3 separate regions of the Gossypium hirsutum genome follow, and all the other regions are linked to region 3. Evidence: chromatin contacts called from public Hi-C data. All regions are on one chromosome and are shown on one strand. Each heading gives the region's core, a stretch centred on a gene start, on an enhancer-like site or on the middle of the called end of the contact. The rest is flanking DNA. Distances are from core to core; before and after follow the strand shown. Region 1 holds the start of LOC107901022 (fatty-acid-binding protein 2). Region 2 holds the start of LOC107901028 (mannosyltransferase APTG1). Region 3 holds the start of LOC107901025 (phosphoinositide phosphatase SAC3).

Evidence for each region. A called contact is a pair of places that touch in the nucleus more often than the background predicts.
Region 1: a contact with region 3 is called in a Hi-C map of leaf, with 2.6 times the contacts expected there. The contact joins the promoter of LOC107901022 here to the promoter of LOC107901025 in region 3. A contact is called at or near these places in 10 of 34 Hi-C or Micro-C datasets (anther, callus, hypocotyl and 1 more).
Region 2: a Hi-C map of leaf shows a contact between it and region 3, with 2.7 times the contacts expected there. The contact joins the promoter of LOC107901028 here to the promoter of LOC107901025 in region 3. A contact is called at or near these places in 6 of 34 Hi-C or Micro-C datasets (hypocotyl, leaf and petal).

What each region holds. Positions count from the first base shown.
Region 1 is chrD06:15,936,556-15,939,255 of Gossypium_hirsutum_v2.1, forward strand. LOC107901022 (fatty-acid-binding protein 2) reads right to left here and starts at 1,282. Exons shown (of 11, transcript XM_016826838.2): 1 at 1,065-1,282; 2 at 1-520. The coding sequence starts at 405.
Region 2 is chrD06:15,576,333-15,579,032 of Gossypium_hirsutum_v2.1, forward strand. It overlaps LOC107901028 (mannosyltransferase APTG1), which reads left to right and starts at 1,390. Exons shown (of 10, transcript XM_016826850.2): 1 at 1,390-2,244; 2 at 2,489-2,700. The coding sequence starts at 2,518.
Region 3 is chrD06:15,789,217-15,791,916 of Gossypium_hirsutum_v2.1, forward strand. It overlaps LOC107901025 (phosphoinositide phosphatase SAC3), which reads right to left and starts at 1,351. Exons shown (of 16, transcript XM_016826843.2): 1 at 564-1,351; 2 at 186-390; 3 at 1-93. The coding sequence starts at 677.

The sequences.
Region 1 (2,700 bases), core at 32-2,531, 150 kb after region 3:
AGGGGTGGCAAATAGGCCTCTTGAATCAGAGGCAAACCGATATCCGGCAAGATTATTCTTACAAGAAAATATGTGCTTAACCAGAACTGAAGATTCACAACTCCTAGATTCCAAACCACGTTGATTACCAGATGATATATCCCTACTCAACTTCGAAGTTGACATACTAGAGAACCAAAACAGTATAGCCCCTGTAAACTTCGACATACAACTAAAAGCTTCTCGAAATGCGAGACTACCAGGTACATACAAATGTTTAGAATGGTACAAAGAGCTGTCAACAAACGAACTAAACTGCGAAAACAAGTGAGCTCCCAAACCATTAGAAACAAAGGGCTCCATGGGAAAAATATATGGAGACCCTCCTCCATCTAAATCCATGAAAAACAACCAAGTATTCCGCATACTTTGGACTTCAGCTATATGCCCAATCCAGAAACCTTAACCTTTTGTTTTTTTTTTTTTTCTGAACTGAGCAAATTGGGTGGTAAAGTTTACCACCCTTAGAGAAAAAAAGCACCTACAGAGAAAAAAAAATGATGATCCAATTAGAATTCAATTATGATCCATTTAAGAACAAGGAAGCATTTAGTAAATAGAATTACCCTTTGATGAGAAGAAGAATGATAATAGTAAAAACGTACAAAACCTAAGCATAAATAATTGAGAAGCCAAAGGAACCAACAATGTATTTTTGAATAAAAATGACTAAAGCAATTCATTTAACATTCGGTACAATGAATGGTAATTTTTTTCCTTTTTATAATTAATAGAAGTAATCTTTGTTCCTAGAAAATGAATAAAAAAAATATAGCCGTAAAAGAAAGAAGGTAATCAATAGAAGCAATGCTAACTCCAAATTCATCAAATGCAACCGAAAAAAAGAAAGGTAAATAATTCTAAATACATTCTTTAACAGGAAACATCAACAAAATTTTCGAGAAAAAAAAAGTTGAAAACCGCAAAATTTAACAAACTTCTTTTTTTTTTTCTTTCTTTTGGATCAAAAATTTCATAAAAAAGAAAACCGAAAATGCAAAGAAAATGAAACGTGAAGAACGCACCTTAAATGACAAGGAAAGAAAATTGCATGTGGAGATCAAGAGATTCAGATTACGGAGACGGAAATTAGGGTTATTTTTTCCAAAAAAAAAAAATTCTTTCGTTATTTTTTCAAAGAGGTTTTTATTTGATGGGAGAGAGAAAGGAATATGCTGTGTCAAGGGGGGGAAATAGGCAAAAGGTTAAGAAAACGAAGCCACAGTGATTCACAGCTATGGGAAGGACAAAAGTGGAAAACTAATAAAAATATTATTTATTTATTTTGAACTTTTTGGTGACGGTGACGGTTTGGCCCCCACTTTATATTGTAACAAATTCCCACTCAATTAATTAACTAGTGACGGTTCCAATTAACCCTTTATTATTTAAACAAATAAAGTTCACCAATGACGTTTTAGTAGTGTTAGATAATGCAATATTAAAGGTCTTAGGTACGGGTAAATGTTATTATTTTGAGTTTAAATTTTATTATGTATAGATTTCTACAATTTTATTCTGATTTAGGTACGAATATATTTTAATTTTTAGTTTGTCTCTGCTTTGTTCTGATTTCTTGTTTTAGTTCTAATTGATCCGATTTGTATTTGTAATTGAACCTATAATTATATTTGTAAACTCTTTTTCTTTACTTAAATAATATAAAATAATTAAATAAATATTAAAATGGGATAAAGGTAATAATATTTATGAATCTAGGAAGGAGCTACAGTTAAAAATCGGTGCAGCCTTACCTATCAGCGGCACCCGTCTCCCCAACCACCGGTCACATCAAATTTTTAAAAAATAATATTTTTTATGGGTGTGGCCTGGTTAATCGACAGTACCGGACTGAAATGCGATGACCTAAAATATTTAAGGACCTGAAATGTAAATTTTTTATTTTGATTGAAAAAGCTTTAAGGGTACGAACTGACAGCTTGGTGACACCAAACCTCAAATAAGATAATTTGATTCATAAACCCTTCTTATTTATTATTTCTTTTTATTTCCCTTCAACACAAAAAATAGAGAGGCATCTTATCAATTAGTCCAAAATATTTTTTTACTAAAAAGTATTTTTGTAAAAAAGCTTATTCCAACTGGAAATAAATTTTATTTATGTTTCGAAAAATTATTCGAACTGGAATAAAATAATTTGAAAAACATATTTTTCGAAAAATAAATTAACTTTATTTCCAGTTAAAATCGGCTTTTTTTACAAAAAAATACTTTTTAGTAGAAAAAACTTTTTGGGCTAATTGGTAATAGGCCACTCTATTTTTTGTGTTGAAGGGAAATAAAAAGAAAATAAATAAAAAGGGGTTAATAAGCAGTTTACCCTTTTGAAGTTTGGTGCTACCAAGGTTTCAGGCGGCACCCTTAAAGCTTTTCAATCAAAATGGAAAATTTACATATTAGGCCCCTAAATATTTAAGGTCATCACATTTTAGTTCAGTGCCGCCAATTGACCAGGTGACACCTATAAAAAATTATTTTTTTAAAACCTGATGTGACCGGTGGCTGGGGAGAGGGGTGTTGCCGATTGGTCAAGCGACACCGATTTTTCACTGTAGTTCCTACCTAGATTCGTAAATATTACTACTTTTATCCCATTTTAGTATTTATATAATTATTTTATATTATTTTGGTAAAAAAAAC
Region 2 (2,700 bases), core at 140-2,639, 210 kb before region 3:
TATTTGATATTGATTAAAATAAGGTGTTTCAATCTTACTACACTTCTATTAGAATATGATTTTACAAGCCTATAAATAGACATAGTCTACTTCTCTTGTAATTATTCGAATTTGACTTAGTGAATTATCTTCTCCTCTACCCGTGATATTTTTCCGAAAGGGTTTTCACGTAAAATTTGTGTGTTCTTTTTTTTCTCTTTTCTTTGTGATACATTTTCATTATCGACGTTCTATTTTTCACAAGATTTCTTTTGGATCTTCACCAATTTTACCACTCTCATGAGCACCAACTGGATTGAAGTAACGCAGTAAAATGATACACTAATATGGTTTAGCCTTCTGAATATCTCTTGCAATTTCTTCAAGGAAAAGTTGGTAAATATAAGGAAAAGTTTATCTATTAAATACAATAAATGTACAATTATTGTGAATTAAGAAAATAAACATTTTGGAACAGACTAGTGTCACATGTCAAAGTTCAAAGCACGTGACCATCGCACCAAATGCATCCAATGGAAGTCTATTGTTTAGATGGGGATCATTTGGCCCGCAAGAACTGGCCCAATTCAGTAAGCTGTTGGAGAAGCCTGTCAGATTGAAGCCTGGTTGGCCCGATAATGAAGATATGATAACTTAGGCTATCTTGATAAGTATGAGAACTAATATTTAAATATTAATAGGGAATGATATCTTGTAAAGATTAGTTTTGATATGATTTGATGTAATCTTGTAAATCTTTAAAATCAAAGGATAGGCTAATCTCGTCTATCGATGTAATTTAATCTTGACCGTCGATTTTGGGAGCTCAACTATAAATAGAGAGCCTCCCCTCATTTGTACTCACTCCATTCATTATTTCATTATTATTTTTTAATAAAAGAATATAGAGAGAATTTACTCAAACACCTCTCGTGCGTTCTTTCTATTGTTATTTTGTGGCTTCTTTTGGCATAAATTGCTTCGCTATACAAATTGGTGCCTTGGAGGAGTTCTAAAAGAATCATCACTTGAGTAAATGCTGACTTAGGCGAGTTTGGACGAACGGATCGCCTAAGGCCGCACGGATCGTGAGATGAAAGGTCTAGTCCCGTGACACTAACACTTACCTTGGTCTGTCCATAAGGATTCATGACCTTCAACTCAAAATCCTCAACACATGGTATTTACTCGGGTTAGCCAGACACAGTTGTGGAGGATAAGAATACCATCTACTTAGTAAACAAAATGTGTGAATATGTATAGCACCAAAGCAAAAGAAGAATAAGGATGCAATCGCATTTTCTAGTAGTGTCCATGTTTACTAACACCTGAAAATTTTGGTGGAATTGAAACAGTACAAGCAAAAATAATTGTAATAAATTCCTTGATTGAATTCTTGGCACTCAACAATCCTCACATTTAGACATATAATAGGGATAAAACGTTTTTGAGGTGATGGTCTCCTTAAGCACCGAATCAGTTATCAATGGAGAGGAGATAGAATAAAAATTACATCATTTCTCTACATAAGTCTAAAATGAAATAATGAAATAAACCTGTAATAGGATAATCTATTGAACCGAACAATTATGATGAGCCACGGAATAAGATTGTAATGGTTATGCCTTTACATTATGGCATTAGTTTTCTTTCATAGAGCTGCTGAGATTCCTTTTTAAGACAATCATATATTAACTAGACAAGAATTAGTGATTAATAATGAAAAATCATTTAGAAAAGAATTACAGATCATAACAAACAAAGGGGAGGTTTTACCATCTTGAACTTTAATTAGGTTGTTGATTCTGTTTGTTCCACTCAGATCCACCTTTTCTTTTGCTGTCCCTGACTATGTAGATTGAAAGGCAGTTTAATGAATCGAACGGGGTGGATATATCTGGGTTTGAATTAGATTGGGTAAACGGGAGAATCACGGTCGAAGGAACTTAGGTTTTTGGATTTGTGATTGGGATAATTAGGGTTTTGATAGGGGGAGATTTTTGACAGATGATGGAAGGTAGGGGTTGAAGTTGGTGAACGAAGGGAGAGGGACTTAAAGAGGGGGAAAAATATATAGACATTAGGAGGGTGGATTGATGGTACTTGAAGGGGAAAATGCAAGGGTATGCATGGGCAGGGAGGAGGTGAGGTGAGGAAAAAGGCACAGCACATGCGCGCAGCCCCTACACGTTCAACGGTGGTTCTGAGTGGTGATGGTGGTGCTTTTGCCTCTGTTCTTCCTTTAATGTTAATTCCTTTCCAAAGGTATAACTTTCTAAAGCAATTTTTCTTAATTAGGTTAGATTAGATTAGATTTTTCTTTGTTTTCTAGGTTTTCCTTTTTGTTTGATTGTTGGTATATTTTATCAGTGATTTGGTGAGAGGGGCTTTATCTGATTGATTTTGGGAAATAAAAAGGTTTGATTTTGCTTGGTAAGTTGTGTCGGTTTTCATAGGTGGTATCTGTTTTCCCTTGGTTTAAAATTTTGATATCCAATGAAACATTCAGTATTGCAGTCGCAGCTGAAGAGCATAAAAATGAGACAGAGAAAGAATGGTTCTTCAATTAAGCATCCAAATCTGTCTGATGCTGAAGCAAAACCACAAAAGAAATCTCCATATTCTTCAAAGGATGTATTCTTGACTTGTTTGGGATTTCGAATGCTGAATGCGTTGTTGATTCAAACTTACTTCAATCCAGATGAACACTGGCAAGCACTT
Region 3 (2,700 bases), core at 101-2,600:
AAACCGCATATACATTATGACCACGAATTGAACCAATCTGCCTTCTTTTTGTAATAAGCAGCATATAGTAAGGCCCCAAAAATTTAATAAACCCTAAAACATGGAACAATTTTTACGTATTAGATTAACAACATTTGAATAAAATTAATACTCCTAAAACCATAACATAATTTCAACATCCATACCAACAATGCCATAACAAATTGTAACGAATCTCAATCCACCGGTGGATATATTTCCTTCATGTATCCGCCTCAACAACTCAGAGCATTCACTCTCTGTATACGTGGTAGAGTCTTCCCGAATGTTCAGCTCGGAAGGATCAAGCCGGTCTATCTTTAACACTCTCCAATAAGTTCTACTCTTATCCCTTCCAATCATATAAAAGTTCTGTACACAAACACCAAAATAAAAATAAGTTCAACATCAAAACAAATATACTTCAGTAAAATTACATCAAAATCAAGTTGATAACAACGAAAATTAAAGATATCACAATGAGATCAAAGCAAACAAATAAATAATTAAAAAAATTAAAAAACAGAAATGAAAGAAAAAATTACCGATCGAGTTTCGTAGAGTCTGAATTTCTGCATAAATGTAGAAGTTTGAGATTGGGAGGAGCTCCCATGATTGTTAATATTATCGCAGCAATATTTTGCAGCGGAGGATTCCATGGTAAGCTTCTTTTTCCTCACCGTTGTTATTTTTCAATTTCAGGTTCAGATCTCCCCCCCGAGCCCCAGGCTCAGGGAATTTATCAGAAGAGCATGCACTAAAGATGGAACTTTCTCGCTATTTACCTTTGGTTTCCGTTGAGAGAAAAATCCATACCTCAATTCGGAAATTTACCTTATTCTTGCCAAACCACAATCGGTCCTCCTTTGCAAATAATGGAGCTTGGCTGCTTCAAATACAGCATCTTCTTTGCAAATCGAAAGAAGCAACAAGAAAACGGGAAACTCAGGAGACCTGGCTAAGGACGTTTGACCGACCTTTCCTAAACCCCTAACTCCAAGTATCTTCCCCTTCACACCCAAATGTCAAAGCCGAATTTACCCCAAATTCGACATGATTTGTGATCCTTCTCCAATCAGGGCGAAATTACAGAGATCGAAAATAAAATTAAACAAGATTGTATTTATATATCATTTTTACATATAAAAAGGGGAACCTTATCGTTTTTTCTTCTGTGCAGCGGGATAAAAATAAAATTGGAAGTTTATAAAAGAAGGGAAGATCGAGATTTTTTAGAGTTTATTTTTATTTTAGATGAAAAGGTAGCTGCTAGGTTAATATTAGTGATGTAGGAGCTGGGTTTCTTTGTTTTTTTTTTTTTTTTATTTCCTCTTAATCATGATGATGTCGTGTTTAAAACTATATCAAGAAAGGCCTAATTAATTAATTATATTATTCCCCTCTTCCACCCTTGTGCATCCCTCTACTTTTGCTTTCACTCCCTCTACTTCTCACACATTTTAAATTTACTCTTTTCAGCTTTGATTGCGATTACGTGTATTTTCTAAATCCCAATGCATCCAATGTCCAATTTGAAATGTAAACATCTTTATTTTGAATCTAGTTGGTGGTGTGTTTGTACACTAATTACATTCTCTTTTGTTATTTAATAAATTTTAATTTTCCTAAACGTGTTCAACTAGCATTGTAATTCTTAAGTCATATTTGGTAATAGAAAGTTATGAATAATATTTGAGAAAAAAAGTAACTAAAGTTATCAACAAATAATGGTAAGGCACATTGCACCTTTAAAGAGAAAATTTAGGTTCGAACCTTAGAGATGACATTATTAAAAGGATGGATAGTCCTGATTCTTGAATATGGAATATAAAAGTACTTACTCATCTAATTTAAGAGATTTTTTTTCTATCATATCAATTAGACTTCCATTGTTAAATTGAAATAGTTGATTAAATAGTTAAATTTTGAATTTTAAGGCAAAATGATAAATTTAACCCTTAAGTTTTATATTTTTTGTCACTTTTAAAAAACAATTTGGCCCTCAATTTTGTATAAAAAGTTGAATTTGATTATTAATCTTTTAAAGAGAGTTGAATTACTTTTTTTTTAACAAAAATCTTGATTAAAACTTTAAATTTTTGGAATTTTACAATTTTTTTTTAATTTTTTGAATATTTTTAAATTATTTTTTGGAGTGTCAAGTACACGTAAACTATCATGTGAGCTATCACGCTAACATCGTTAAAAGGCTAATGTTTTAATTAGTATTTTTGTTAAAAATATAATTTGACTATTTTAACATTGTTAACGACAAATTTAACTAGAATAATAAGAAGAACTAAATTGACAAATAATGTAAACATTAAGGCTAAATTTATCATGATGCCAATATGTATTATTGTTTTTTTAACTATTATTATTGAAGAAATCTAGGAATACAATCACAAATAATATACATTCCATCCATTAAAATAAAAATAAACTTAATATAAATACAACTAACTTATAATCAAAATTTATCCGAAACTAAATTAGAAAAAAAATTGTAGAATATTTACACAAACTCAAACTTAATTTTTAAATAATTTAAAATTTACCTACGCATAACATTTATACTTAATTATTATAAATTTAGTGTTTTTTTTTTATTTTTGAACAATCTCATTATACATTCTGATCATATCTGTTCTTTTTTATGTAATATGCCTAGAACTACCCATA